2 separate regions of the Anas platyrhynchos genome follow, and region 2 is linked to region 1. Evidence: chromatin contacts called from public Hi-C data. All regions are on one chromosome and are shown on one strand. The core of a region is the stretch at or near the end of the contact, and the rest is flanking DNA. Distances in the headings are between cores, read along the strand shown. Region 1 holds the start of STC1 (stanniocalcin 1). Region 2 overlaps LOC119713503 (a long non-coding RNA gene).

Region 1 (7,201 bases), core at 4,086-6,585:
TGCAGCCCTGCCAAGGGCTGGTTCATCCCATGCCGTGAACCCCAGCTGCTCTTTCAGCCTGGAAACACCCAGCAATCCTCTCCCAGCATCGCTCGGGGGCAGAAGGGAAAGACAGAGGGAGAAGTAACCACATTTGACCTCCTGACTCGAGGGAGAGTTCAGTTCCATACTAATTCCCTCCTCGTCTACAGGATTTGCCTTCCTCCAAGTATAATTTTCTGGATATAATAGTCTACAAGAGAGTTTTTGTAATGAAATTATGCTGGTTGGAGGTGCAGCATCTCTATAGCACTGGCCTACCTGGGGTAGGATAAGTCTGTAGGATTAAGATGCTTTCCATTAGGTCCAACAGCCACCCCAGAGGAGCTCCAGCCTTCAGCGCAGCCAGCCAACGTGTTAAATTGCAGCTCGGTCTGTTTGCACTCAGATTCTAGAGCGTATTTACTCAAAGTGTTCAAAAAGATCCCTTTTATCCCAATCACAAGACTCAGCACTGATTGTTCCAGGATTTAGAAGAAGAAATCCCTGTCCTTGCAGCGTGACTGCGCAGACTGCAGCAGCTCCCTGAAGCCTCTCTCTGTCCCTTGTCCTTGGAGGATGGGGACAGGGCAGTTCTGTGCTCAGATAAAACACCAGGGAGCAGCGTGACGTGCCCATTTCTGCAGGCAGCCTTTGCTATCAAGAAGGAACAGGGGTGAAAACAACCCTGAAAGAGGCCATGAAGAACACTGAACTATCCCTATAAATATGATCGACTGGATCATGGCAGAATAAGGTTATAGAGGAGCCCATCCACTGGTTCCTTTTCAGCCTTTTAATTCTTTGTATTACCTCAATAATTCTGAGGGCAAGGGCTCGCTCATTTGCCATAAACCCCAAGAAGATGGCCCCAATCTGAAGACAAGAACGAAGCTGCAGTAGGTTGAGAAGCTCCTAAGTGGTCAATATGGCAATATAATCAAACTGGCTTGGTATTTAAAAGCTCTGTTTACCATTACGCTGCCTTCAAACTCAAAGAACTAACATTTCAACCATCTCCAGGCTTTGAAGTAATGTATGTCCAGTTGATTTTACGATTCTCCCCTGGAGATGTTTATAAGTGTATTTACCAAAAAGAGAATCAGAAGAATGCTGGTAAAACTTAACAAGGATTTGAAAAGGCAGAAAGGATTACTCAGGCTAAGCTGTATTAGGACCTGTAAGAAGTTAGTCAACTCGGTTCCTCTCGTTTCCTTCCCTATGCTTCACATTTGTGCATTTGATGCGTTTCAGCTGAGGAAAGCTCCACGTACCGGTTTGAGAACTGATTTGGAAGCTGGACGACCTCCGTGATTGCTTCAGGATTTCGTTTTGCGATGCCGCACATGTCCAGTTTGCTGTAGCACTCCTCTTGCACTTCGGAGATCATTCTTTGGAACGTGGAGCACCTCCGGATGGCGAGGAACACCTTGGACGTGACCCCATTTGCGATGCATTTCAAGCTTTCTTTCACAAAAGCTTTTCCCTGGAAACAGGAGAGAAACCTTAAACTGCAACAAATTTCATAGAAAGGGATGTCATAACAGATAACTCCACCGTGCCTGGCTGCTATTAATTACCCTTGCTGCAATTACAGACCTCCTGGAGGTCCCTTATGGAGCACGGCGGGGAACTGGACCCTAAATACAGCAGCTTCAGTTGGGATGCATGAGGTCCACTGAGAACAGCCAGCTCTTGTTCCCAAAAGATTTAAGCACAGGAAGCCTTCGTGTGAGCAGCCCTAGGAGGGCCAGCACCAGAGATGGGCCAATCCTGCCCTCTGCGAGGCGGCTGGACCGCTCGCTGCATACCAGGGGTTTAACACATCTGGCTTGCCAGAGCTTAAGATGCTCTAAGAGCTTTAAAGTTTGTCTTTGGGATCAAGCATGCAGGGAATAAGGTGTCTGCACATTTGGGGAAGAAAGTACGAAGGAAAAGGGCCTTTGGCAGAGCCGCAGTCCGCTGATATTATCCTATTTACCCTGCTGTGAGCGCTTGCAGCTCCAGAGAGGCTGATCTGGCCACACATTCCCAGGCCCAAAGACTTCCAATTCAAATCCCAGCCCTGTGCCAGGTCACACAGTCAGAAGACTTACTTTGTTAGAAGAACGTTTATATTTCCTCCTGAAGAGGAAACTTAGCTCTCCGCCCCACAGAACGCTCCCTGCCAAGTCCTCACACATTGCATCCAGTATGTGGAAAATGTAGTGCAGAAAATAGCCCTGAAGGATGCGTTTGTGGCCAAAACCCAAAATCGTGGCTCAGAGGAGTGGCCAGGCAGCAGGAAGGGCTGTAAGAAAGGAAGGGTTAAGCCTGCACTGAGCCCAGCTCTGTGAGGACAGAGAAATTAAGGCGTCCATTCAGCAAAGCCTTTACGCACGTGCTTTGGTGCCGCAGGACTTGTAAAAGCACTTTGCTGAACCGGGGCACGGCAAGGGAGCTCTAACGATTATTCCCGTTCCCTTTATACTCGCGCCCGTACCTGAGTGTCAAATTTAGCAGCACTGTACAGGAAGGACTTGCAGATGTCGTACATGCCATCCGTGTCGCACGTGGAGTTCTCCAGGCAGGCGAAGGCGCCGCAGCCCACCTGGAGGGCACTGTTCAGGCAGCGAACCACCTCGGCTGCAGGGAGAGGCACAGGCACAAGGTTACGCACGGATCGCTCCCCGACGCCTGGCTGATGAAGCCTTTCTCCATCAGAAAGCCAAGTCACGCTTAGCAGCAGCCCTACTGCTCCTCGGGGCTGGAGGGAGAGGGATCGAAGAGCAAAAGGCATGGCCAAGGTGAGTTAGGAACCTAAATCATGCACCAGCACATCAGTGGGAAATCGAGGAATGGAAAATGCAGCTACCAACACCTCCCATCAGCTACGGAGACTAAAAGAAATGTGATGCCTGATAGTCTTTGGCTAGATGGAGACCTAGAGGTCCATCCCAACCTAATCCTGACCGTGTGCATCTACAGCTCCTCTAGAGAAGGCAGAAGCAGTGAGGATGGACCCATGAGGAATACCGGGCAGCGAGGACGTCCCTGAGGTCTCAGAAGGGAGGTGAGGGTAGCTCGGCAGCATCTGGCTCGTAAACCACATTTGGAAATGAGACTGAAGTGATGGTGGTTACCAGCAAGCTGGCATGACATTGGGTCTTGCAGCATGGAAGCGCTGCTTTCACTAGCATTGGAAATATTTGTGGTGTTCCAAAAAGCGTAAAGTGTCTAGGAATAAGATCTTAGTTTGCGTGTTAATTATCAGTACTGCAAAGGACCTGAACGAGGAATTTGGTGCTAAATACCAGTGTGGTACCCAGCAATTTGCAAGCATAGCCAAGAAAGGTCAAAAAATTCCCAAAGAGAAGGGACATTTGGGCAGAGAAAGTTAAGGTAATGGAGATGACCATGCATAATTAACACCTTTGAGGCAGTCGTTGGTCTGAACAGGAGGGTATCCATGTCATCCCATCTCTTTTCGTGCAGATAGTGTGCATTTTAACAATGAATCAGCAGTATTGCCACACGGTTGCCCTGAAGTTAGTGGGGATTAACCTTTTTTGGTAAGCCGAACATCTGTCCCCTTATGTGTCTGTGCAAGGCATATTCATTACTTTTGCAGCTCATGTTACCAGACATTCTTTAGGAAGAAATGCTAACCCGGTGTCTCCCATCAAGATCCTAGGTGTAGGAAAAGTGAGGATTTGCATTCAGTGCAAGAGAGCACACCTTATTAAGAACTAAGTTGTAGCCTAAAGACGGATCTCATAACTAGGATCTTTCCGGAGAAGAAAATTTAAAAAAAAATCACCCAATTAACCCCTCCTTGTGCTCCGCTCTTCCTTACATGCCTAAAGGGAGAAATATTTGGTAAGATCATCCTCTCCCCAGTTCACAACCTCACCGTCACACAAGTCATTCCCATAATTATGTTTCCACAGGTTCAAATTATAACTTTGCTTTCAGCAGACTTAGTATGCATTAAGCTTTTATTGTTTTAGGCACAGTGCAATAGTGAGACCCTATGTTTCTATAGCAACCAAATACAAAAGGAAATTGAGCAAACACCCTAGTATAATGCTGCAGAGCCTTGCAGATCTAAAATAAGACATCTGTTAATGAGCTCCAAATTAGAGACCTAATATCTTTTCAGTATACTAGAAGACAGATTTTTAATTCCCATTGTTCAAGACAATGTGTGCAACTTATCTGAGCATCTATAGTGCACAAAGTAGAGACATCCAGTGCTGACTTGCCAGCAATTTTTTTATCTATTGTAAAAGCAAGTTTGCTAAATGTCACAAACGCATTTTTATGGTACCATCTAACTGATAGCAATCAGTTTTTGAAAATAAATGCTAGCAGTGGACAGTTTCTAGGTTACTGCATTCTTCAAAGTCGCGTATCTCTCTCCCCTTCTTTGAATAGGCAGATGTTTGGCAGAACAATGGTTCAGTCAAATTTCCACGGATTTTATCAACTTCCTAAAAAGCAAGGAATTTAACACCAAAGTATAATTGCCATGGGAGAAGAGAGAGATACATGCAAGCAGGAGGGGGGAAAAAGTACATGGAACTCATTTAGGAGATGGGGGAGGAGGAGGGAGAATGGATTACATCCTGCAAGCAGATCACACACCGGTTCCTTGACCCAGCTCCTGAAAGAAGAAGCTTTCTTCTCTGGCTATGCACCAATATCCTCCTGAACCAGTCCCTGAAATTAATACTTGCTCCTACCAGGCATTAAGTTTATAAGAGGAAAAAAAAGGAAGAAAAAAAAAAAAAGGAAGAAAAAAAAAAAAAAAGGGAAGAAAAAAAAAAAAAAAGGAGGAGGGAGGGGGGAGGAAAAAGGAAAAATGAGCAGCAGAGATATCTGAGACAGTTGCACACATCGGGGCTGAGGCTCAGAGCCCTCTTTGCCGGCTGTTACCTGAGTTCTGGGCTGCAACCCTGGGTTTCCTGGGGCTCACAGAGTCATTCTGCTCAGCTTCGTAGGATGCGGACGCACTGATCACCAGCAGCAGCAGCAAACCAGACTTTAGGAGCATTCTCTGACAAGTTTCCGCTAAGTGTGGTTTTTTGGCTTTTTTTTTTTTTTTTTGGTCTATGTGTGTGTGTGTGTGCGTGCGTGCGCGTCTCCTCTTCCACTTCGGCTTGAGCAAAGACGTGGAGCTGGATGTGCTGCCAAGGAGAGCGAGAGGAGTACGCCCGCTTGGGGACCACCGCCCGCTCTGCTTGGCCCCTCTGGCTCCTGCTCGCTGGGGACCAGGAGCAGCGCCGAGGGCTTTTATAGCTTTTATAGCCGCCCTTATCGGTCCCCCGCGGGCTGCCGAGCCAATCGCGAGGCGTTGGGCAGAGCCAATGGCAGACTGGACTCATTCAAGCCTCAGAAAACTGCAACTTCACAGGAAGAATATTTTCCAGCCAATTAAAAGTACCTGCCAAACAACAATCGCCCAAAAGTTAATCGTCGGCGAGGCGGTGGGAAAGGGAAAGAGGAGGAGGAGGAGGGGGGGGGGGACTTCCTACGGTTAATTGAGCTCAAGGAAATGACAGGGCAGTCCTAAATCTTTCCCCCCTCCCAAAATGATAATAATAATAATAATAAAAAAAATAAAATCACCTGCCCTTTTAAGAAAGGCTATTTTCCCATCTGGTTAGCGGTGATCCCAGGGTTAGGGCTGCTTGGCAGGGGTTTTTCCAGGCGGTGCATCCGATGGGGGCTCTCTGCAGCCTCGCTGCCCCGCACCTGAGCGCAGCCCCCAAAGGACATCCCCGCCTGTGTGCCGGCAGCAGGCATCACCCAGCGCCTGCCAGAGCGTGTGCTCGGCCCCAAACCCGCACACATACACACTGCTCCTCACGTAGGCACATGCAAATACCCCAAACCCTTCTTCCTCGCGCGCAGCATTCCTCGCCTTCCCCTCTCTTGCACAATTATGGTAATAAAATCACGCGTTCGTACCTCCGACCTCAGCACAGGCTTGCTCTTACTGCTCCGGAGTGAAGCTCGAGGAAGAATTTTTAGGTGTTTGGTGGTTTTCCTCTCCCCCCCTCCAGCTCAATTCTGCTTTTTTTTTTTAGATTTCATAACGGGAGGAGGCACCCTAATGCCTGATTTAGTCCTCATTTTAATAGGCACATAATGAGGATTAACACACTACAGAACTGATTATCCTGTATAGCAGAGACAATTTAAGGCTCTGAGTATTTAAGGGATGAAAGTATAAGCAGTGGTATTAAGGCTTAGGGCTGAAATGAAATTGGGAAGGTGCACGGAGGAAGAAGATTTACAGACAAAAAAAAAGTTACAAATTCCTGCAGCTTAGGATAAGTCAAGGGATTTAGGTATCAACTATTACTGATCGGGGATGAGATGGCTTCTTCTGCATCTTGAGTGTGCTTGGTTCTCACTCAGCCATCCCCACGATCTTTTCTGTTGGAGAAAAAAAAAGATTCTCATCTCCGTGGTGCCAGGCAAGGAAACGCAGCCCGAGCAGATTCATAAATACATCCGTGGACACAAGTTGTGTTCGGCTCGGATGAGCCGATTCTACAAATCTGCATTAAGTGGAAGCGCAAAAAAAACCCTCATCTCGTGGGCATTCATTCAGCTTTATGGGTGGCTAATTTTAAAAGTCAATAAGGAAGCAATTTAAAGAAAAACAGAAGTAGCCTCTTCCTTAGCAGGGCTCCAGAAGCAGTGCCCGCTGCTTTACCTCGTTCCTGTCCTTTTTTTTGCCTAGGTTTGACAGCTCTGACCGTGACAACGGGACTGCTCTGGTTTCTTGCCCCATCCCTGGGCTGTGATTTCTTCTGAGAGGGAGCTGACAGCTCGGTTTGGGCTGTGCAGCCCTGTCCGTGTTGGCATATTTGGTGTCAGCTTCAATTGGAATAGGAGCAGGAGCGAGGTTGTACTCCTGCCTTGGGGTCAAAATAACAGCTGTGCCAGATGTTCCAAGAACACTCAAAAAGCACTGAAACAGAAGGGTTTCGGGTTTCGTCTCAGTTTTGTGACACTGAGCCAATTTAATTAAATAAAAAAAAAAAAAAAGAAGAAGAAAAAAAAAAAAAACAGCCCTGCAAAAGCACTGTGGTTTCTCTACTTAATAGGACCAGTCCAGTTTGCAAGTGAGAATAATCCCATAGGGTTTGATTCTGATTAAATCAAAAGCAACTCTGGCATTGACTTCAAT
Region 2 (6,792 bases), core at 1,151-3,650, 67 kb after region 1:
TTTGGAAAACAAAAACCAACAACAAAAAACAACAAACAGCAAACTATCAAAAAATAGAACAATAAAGCAAATGAATTACAGCATACTTTAGTTGGCTTCCAATAACAAACATGATGCCGTTCGAATGAATACGATTCCCTCTCCAAGTCTGTATTTCCCTGGTATGTAAATCATAACAAGATGGAGAATCCTGGGCCTGTAGATTTACGATGAAGCCTGCGTTTTGCTACTTTGCATTTTAAGATGTGATTTCAGCGTTGCCACTTGTATGGGCTTTAGCTTTCAGCTAGGGTATCTGTGCATAACCAGCCTGCTCAGAGGCACGGGCCAGAAGGTAGCATTTCCCTGAAAGTTTCTGGTACAAAACAATAGTTTGGACAATTCAACGAACTGCCTGGCCAAAAGGTTCACAAATCCCTCCTCCTCTTACACAAGCTCTTTCCTTTAAAGCTTGTCACTTTATCTGTTGTCATAGTAAAGACTCAAAGTTATAAGCTCTGAGTCAGACAGCTTATTAATAACAAGTGAAGGACAGTACAGCACAGATTTCATTAGGAAGATTCCATTTAGCAAACAGAGTAAGATGCCAGGGTCCCAGAGGGCGTATTTAGACCATGCTGGAAAATATACCATCCCCCTGTGCCATCACAGGCCAGCTCAGCTGAAACCAGAGCAATGTTTGCCTACAGGAATGGAAGGTACACTGGTGTAGGTGTCCCAAAGCTCAATTAGCTATCTGCAGCCCAATCTAAATGGTACTGTTGTGGTGTCAGCCACAACATGCAAGAGCTTTGAATAGGGAGATGGTACCTGAAAGAAAAACAAACTGCTTGCCCCAACCTAAAAAAATAAAAACTCCAATGACACTACACCCTTTTCTTCGTCATAGCCAAGGGAGAGGTCTTCTGGGACTCGAGGAACAAGAAATGTATTACCCCAAGTTTATTTAGGGACAGGATGCAACCAGAATCTGTACAACGGGTACACAGAGCACTTTGCCCAAGCACTTTGGAAAGTTTGATCTTCATTGAGATGCAAAAAGCACACACATTTTCCTGAAAAGCCTTGCCTCATCCCCCACTGAGTCTGTTGAAAAAGCCAGTGGAACACTCCTGGTGTCATACTGGAATAGAAACAGTGGAGAATCAGCGCCAAGGCACAGCCACCACCAAAAAGATCTTGGTAAGTGGCCCTGGTTTATGACTGTGGGACTGTGACATCTGCGAAAGGATGGGGCCTTAGACTGAAATCCATTTTAGTCCCAGCAGAGGTAAAACACCTACAGAATGTCAGCAGGGTTGAAAGAGATTCTGCATGGCCACCACTGAAATTATACGGCCCGTTCACAGCACTTTCCCTGAAGCCATCTACTGCTATCAGTGACAAGAGTGGTTTAGTCAACTTTTACAGCTGCAGCCACAGGGTCCTGCTTGGAAGCTCTACCTTTCAGCTTTGGGTTGCTATTTTGGTCTCTGCTGTTTTGCCAAAGACAGCCCAAGTCACAGCAGGACAAAGCTAAGCAATTGCTTCTGTTCCTTGCAAGCCTCACAATCAATTACTGTGAATAATAACCTGTATTTCATTAAAACTCCATCCTGGTGTTACCAGAATCCATCCTGCCACTCACACAAGAGCTTGGGGGTAGAGGAGGAGGATTCATCCGACACTGTTCTGTCAGGGATTTAATCTTTGGATACAGCACATTAGATGGATTAGAGAAAAGACGCAGGCTATCCATATTTTTAAAGCCTGATGACCTTTAACAATGGGAAATAATAAGAGGAAAAACGTGAACCCTGACAAATTCATAACTACAGCACAGGGGAAAGGAATGTATTCTTCTAACATATGAAAAAACATTGCACGACATATCTATTTTCTTTTCAGTCCCGTAGCTGTTATGAATTATATACAGTGTTATTTAGCCGTCATTTGTTCTTTAGCCTTTTTGTGGGCAACTACTTTGGCTATTCTACGCTTTTTTATCATTAATCCAGCAATTGTATGAAATACCACTTGTTTTGTCTCTCCAGAATCCGGCTGTGGCACCATGTTCCCATACTACTGATAAACGCTTGGAGATAGGGTTTTGCTCTTAACCAGCATCATCCACGCAAGAGGCACAAAGCCATTTAAAGAAAACCGGCATTTTTAATTACTAGGATTATACAGGCAGCTGAAGGAGAAGAGATGGCATCAATATTCCTCACCTCATTCTGATGATTTAGGAAGCAACGAACCAGGTTTGCCAACTTACAGGCCCCAACCCTATCCACCTCTGTCACGGTCAAAAAACCAGCACCAGGTCATTTCGTGCATGACAGCAGTTAGCCCGGCTGTGGACTGGCAGGATGTGTTGTCTATTGCTGTTACCATTTTGGGATGCAGATAAAAGGAACCAGGCTGCAGCCCTCAGTGGGCTGAGAAAGGTCACCCTTTCTCAAAGCAAAAGCAAATGTGCACACTACCTCATCTCCAAGTGCAATCCCAAAACAATGTCAGATGTCAGCAAACAGCTCAAAAACCCACGGAATTTAACAAATACCAGAAATATAATAATAATGAATTCTTTTTAATATGGAAAAGTTACCCCCAGTGTCTCTCATGAAGTTGAAGATGAAGAAATCCCATCCTTCTGTGAAATTTGCCAGCATATTTATAAAAAACACTGTTTATTTTTAGTCAGTTGAAAGCTTTCTTTTCGTTATGTTTTCCTCATTCAGCAACAGGCCACATACCAAAGCTGAAGTTTTGTTTAGAGGGGGAAAAAAAGAAACACAAGACACAGGAAGAGGTTTGCAGATCTGAGGCTGCTTTCCCTGCAAGGGCACTGCCTCTGACACGGCCCTCCTGCAGCCACTCCACAAAGGGCCCAGCTTCCTTAAAGAGGGTTTTCCACATCTTTTTGATCTAAAAATCACCGTTCCCCAGGGTATGTGATGGCAGGTGGGTCTGTGATAAGGGTTGAGGAACTAGAATCATAGAAACTCCCAAGTTGGAAGGGACCCACAAGGATCACATCCAACTCATGGCTCCAAGGAGGACCAACTGAAAATTCAACCCTACATCTGAGAGCATTGTCCAAAATGGCTCTTGAACCCCAGTAGGCTTAGTGCCATGACCACTTCCCTGGGGAGCCTACTTCAGTGCCTGACCACCCTCTTGGTGAAGCACCTTTTCTTGATATCCAGCCTGAACATCCCTGACACAGCTTCATGCCGTTCCTTCAGGTCCTATTGCTGGTCACCAGAGAGAAGAGATCAGCCCACAGAGACACAAACACCCATGTGGCTTTTCATCCAGAACAAAAGGGAGATGAGGAACAGCCTCAGCCCTCTCCAGTTCAGTGTGAGAGCAGAAAAAAATTGCAGTAGACATTTCTTTCAAGCATGTCTACTGCTGGTCAAGAAAGGACTCTTTTCCTCTCCATCATTAAAAATTGGTATCACAGCTGTAAGATACATCTCAACATGATTTATTTTTTTTTTCCCTGAATACTTTGAGATAATCTGGATAAGTTTTAGTTCCCTTTGCCATGGTGCATCAGACTCCATCACTATGTACTGAGGATGCCATTGGCCTTACTCCTTTTCATACAGGAACAGCAGATAAAGACACTGAAACCAAAGGTGTTTCTTCTGAGAGTAATGTATTTGGCTCCCTCCTGTGGACACCAGCATTGCTCATCTTCCAAAACATCTGATTTAAACCACAGTTATACCAGCTAATTCTACAGCCGAGTCCACCCTGCCCTTGGCAAAGCCTTGTACTCACCTGGCCAACAAGGATTTTTCTCGGCTTAGGCATTACCAACAATGTCTCAGAAACATGAAAATGGCACACAGCAGTTTTAAAACAAGAGAACTGTGCAGGAATGATCCAAACCATGTAACTATTTCTGTTTGGAGTACGTAAGAGGTGTCTTCGTGCTATACTGCCTGGGTAAATACAGGTTAACAGTTTACTGGCTTTGAATTTCGCTGTGTAGTTTTCTATTACCTCTCAGAGTGAGTTTGACACAGTACTTTCCAGGCTTATTTCCTATTCAGGATCCAGCTACTGAATGTGGTAAACTCAGAGTTTTAACTCTGTTTGTTAGCTGTTCTTATTATTAACTTAATAAAAACAACAACTGCTGGGAAAGGGAGCTCCTCTCCTCAGAACTAGAAATCAAAGTTTCTGCCCTGTTCCCTTCTGTGAAAATTTCCCACAGAGCAAAAATTCTAGGCCACTGCAAGGCAAATGTATCATGCAAACCCTAAAAAAAAAACAACTTAATTCTGTCTCTGTGTTGCTCAATCCATAAAATTGTTCCTTCTCCCCCCCCTCCCCAGGATTAATTGCCTGAGCTGGTGTACTTGCCAGCCAGTTTCTCTGCAAGCACAAAAATGACGAGGGTGCAGGTAGCAGCATTTGCTGTGCGATATAGATACCTCTCCCCTGGGTTTTTGGAAAATTTCGTCCAAACCTCATCCCTTTTCTTCACTGTTAATAATTTGTTATAGGAGACTAACCATGTCCAGTACCAGATTCATTGTTTCTATAGCTTAAAAAGGGAATTTAGGGGGTGCAAGAACAGTTGCCAGAACATAGATAGCTAATGCCATTTGAGATTCTAGGATATTTGCATGGGGCTGGGAAGTATGTCCCCTGTATAAAACCACAACCTTCTGGATTGGGAACTGAAATGGCCTTTCTTGGAGGTTTTCCAGGACACCTTGGCTAGCATTACCCATCCTTGCCTGGACAGCTCAGTCTCACCTGAACTCTGAGAGGGCTGGAAGGACTGGCCAAAGACTTTTAAGCAAGAAAAGCTCAGATGTTTTATCTGCCTGCAGGGGAGTAGAGGAAGGAGGGAAGTGGGGACCTGTTTTCCCCTTCAAGTTTTCCCAGGCCATGTCATCATACCACTGTGGCATGGTAACAAACAACACTTTCTAGTGGTTTCTGGTGAAGAACAGAGGGATGACTGAAAGCTCGGTAACTTTTCTTCCTTGCTTGCCAGCTTCCTCTCACAAACCAGGCCTGAAGTCATCATCTGCAGCACAGAGTTCATGCACTGCTCCAACAGCCCTGTAAAACTTGGTTTGTGCTGCAGTTAAGAAGCTTTTTGATCCCTGCCTCAGAAGTGTGAGGTTTTGGCCTCTGAGATAGGGAGTAGAGAACAGAAAGCACCCCGAGAGAACAGGCAGCAGAGCCCAAGTTGCTCTGGAGATGCGGAGAAGGACCAAGGCCAGGTGAACACCACAGCTGAGGGTCCTGGCACCTCTCCTGCTTCTACCAGAAGAAGTCAGTGTGCTCAGATCAGCCTCTCGGATGAGTGATACCGCTCCAGGCCCGGTGCCATGCAGCATTGCTCTGCTTGTCACACAGCACCCACGGAGCAGTGGCGCTGAGCACCTTCTGCATCCTTAAGGCTTTGTGTCCCCGCGGCTGTGCCCATCCTCTGCTCTGCACAGCTTTGGATCGCTCTTTCATCAAAATTAGCCTAGGGAAAAAGATCTGGGCTAACACCAATCTCTCAGACTCTGTTCCGCGTGACACAGACAATCCCTCCTATTGCGTTTCTTCCCATTTAAATGGAATTGAAATGAGACCATACTGACTGCTTTAAAACTGCAAGTGAAGCAGTAATGCTCCACCAATTCACCGTCTGCCTGAGTTATGAATTATTCAGCTGTCACTCCAAAGACACCTACTGTACAACAAAACTAGGCCTCGGCAGTGACCATCACACCCCTACTAGGGCTCTGCTTTGCTTTCCCCAGATTAACCAAAGACTGAGGCTTTCTGTGCAGTTCCCTGGGGTCCAAGCAGAGCAGAAGAGCTCTGACAGCTCCCACGGGCTCGCACCGACTGCACTCAGGCAGCCTCGGCGAGGGGGTGAACCACTTCAAACAATGGGGCCTGGCATGGCTTGGCCGGACACATGACGAATGAGTAATTCACGAGTTCACGCAGGTAGTGATTTACAGTCTGGATTTGAGCTGGAATATTGCTAGAGGGGGAGTGTGGAGCTTTCAAGTAAAGAGCTGGATGACTCACTTTCTCGGTATTTGTTTGCTTGCACTGCCTCTGCTCCCCGTTCTCTGTGCACGCTCTCGCAACCAAGCCGTGCTCTCCAGTAAAACAGCTGAACTTTCTCTTACACCAGATCAGTAGTTTTAAAATTAACCAGCAAGCCTCAGTAACAGTGTGTTACAACTGCCTCTTTGGGCAAGTACCATCTGGTAATGCTACATGTAAACACACCAGGCAAGATACTTGGGTCACCTGCACTGATTTCAACAGAGTTGGGCTGCCTGATGCCAGCCAAATCCTTCCATGGAAGCCAATTCTTTCATTTGGATGGGGCAGCAGAAGAACAGAACACCAATTTAAGTGTGTTGGGTGTATAGGAATTACTGTACCATCTCCACTCTCTAGATTTCAAACCAATACTTGAAAAATAAGCAAGAAAGAAGCAACATTAATGCATCTCCTGACAACCTGGAGTGGACTAGAAGCTGGTTTCTTCCAACCATGATGAACATTGCAAGAGCTCACAAAGACACACAAGCAGAAAACCATAACCTCTGCTATGTTTTTGTCAGCCTCTCTCCTCCTCATTCCACAGTGCAGAAGAATATCTGGACAAATGACCGTGTTTCAAACAGCTGCTGTGTCTGAAATGAAGGCCACAACGCTAGACCCTCAGTTCTTAGTATCTGCCTCTGGCCCAACAGCAATTTTCGCAGGGATACAATTCTCAAGTTTCTGTTCTCTTTACAACAAGAATTCAGAAGGCCTTAT

The links. Hi-C and Micro-C count contacts between places; a contact is called where the count stands out from the background.
Region 2: a contact with region 1 is called in a Hi-C map of small yellow follicle, with 3 times the contacts expected there. The contact joins the enhancer-like site here to the promoter of STC1 in region 1. A contact is called at or near these places in 2 of 8 Hi-C or Micro-C datasets (F5 follicle and small yellow follicle).

Annotation. Positions count from the first base shown.
Region 1 is chr23:2,362,269-2,369,469 of IASCAAS_PekinDuck_T2T, forward strand. STC1 (stanniocalcin 1) reads right to left here and starts at 5,336. Exons shown (of 4, transcript XM_038167028.2): 1 at 4,936-5,336; 2 at 2,501-2,643; 3 at 1,293-1,504. The coding sequence starts at 5,053.
Region 2 is chr23:2,432,246-2,439,037 of IASCAAS_PekinDuck_T2T, forward strand. All of the region lies in intron 2 of LOC119713503 (a long non-coding RNA gene), which reads right to left. Among named protein-coding and RNA genes, the nearest start is that of STC1, 68 kb to the left of the region's middle. Within about 2 kb of position 2,401, at least 4 of the 8 cell types and tissues checked have an H3K27ac peak or open chromatin away from gene starts, as enhancers often do. A contact at or near this core is called in F5 follicle and small yellow follicle, where this site is marked.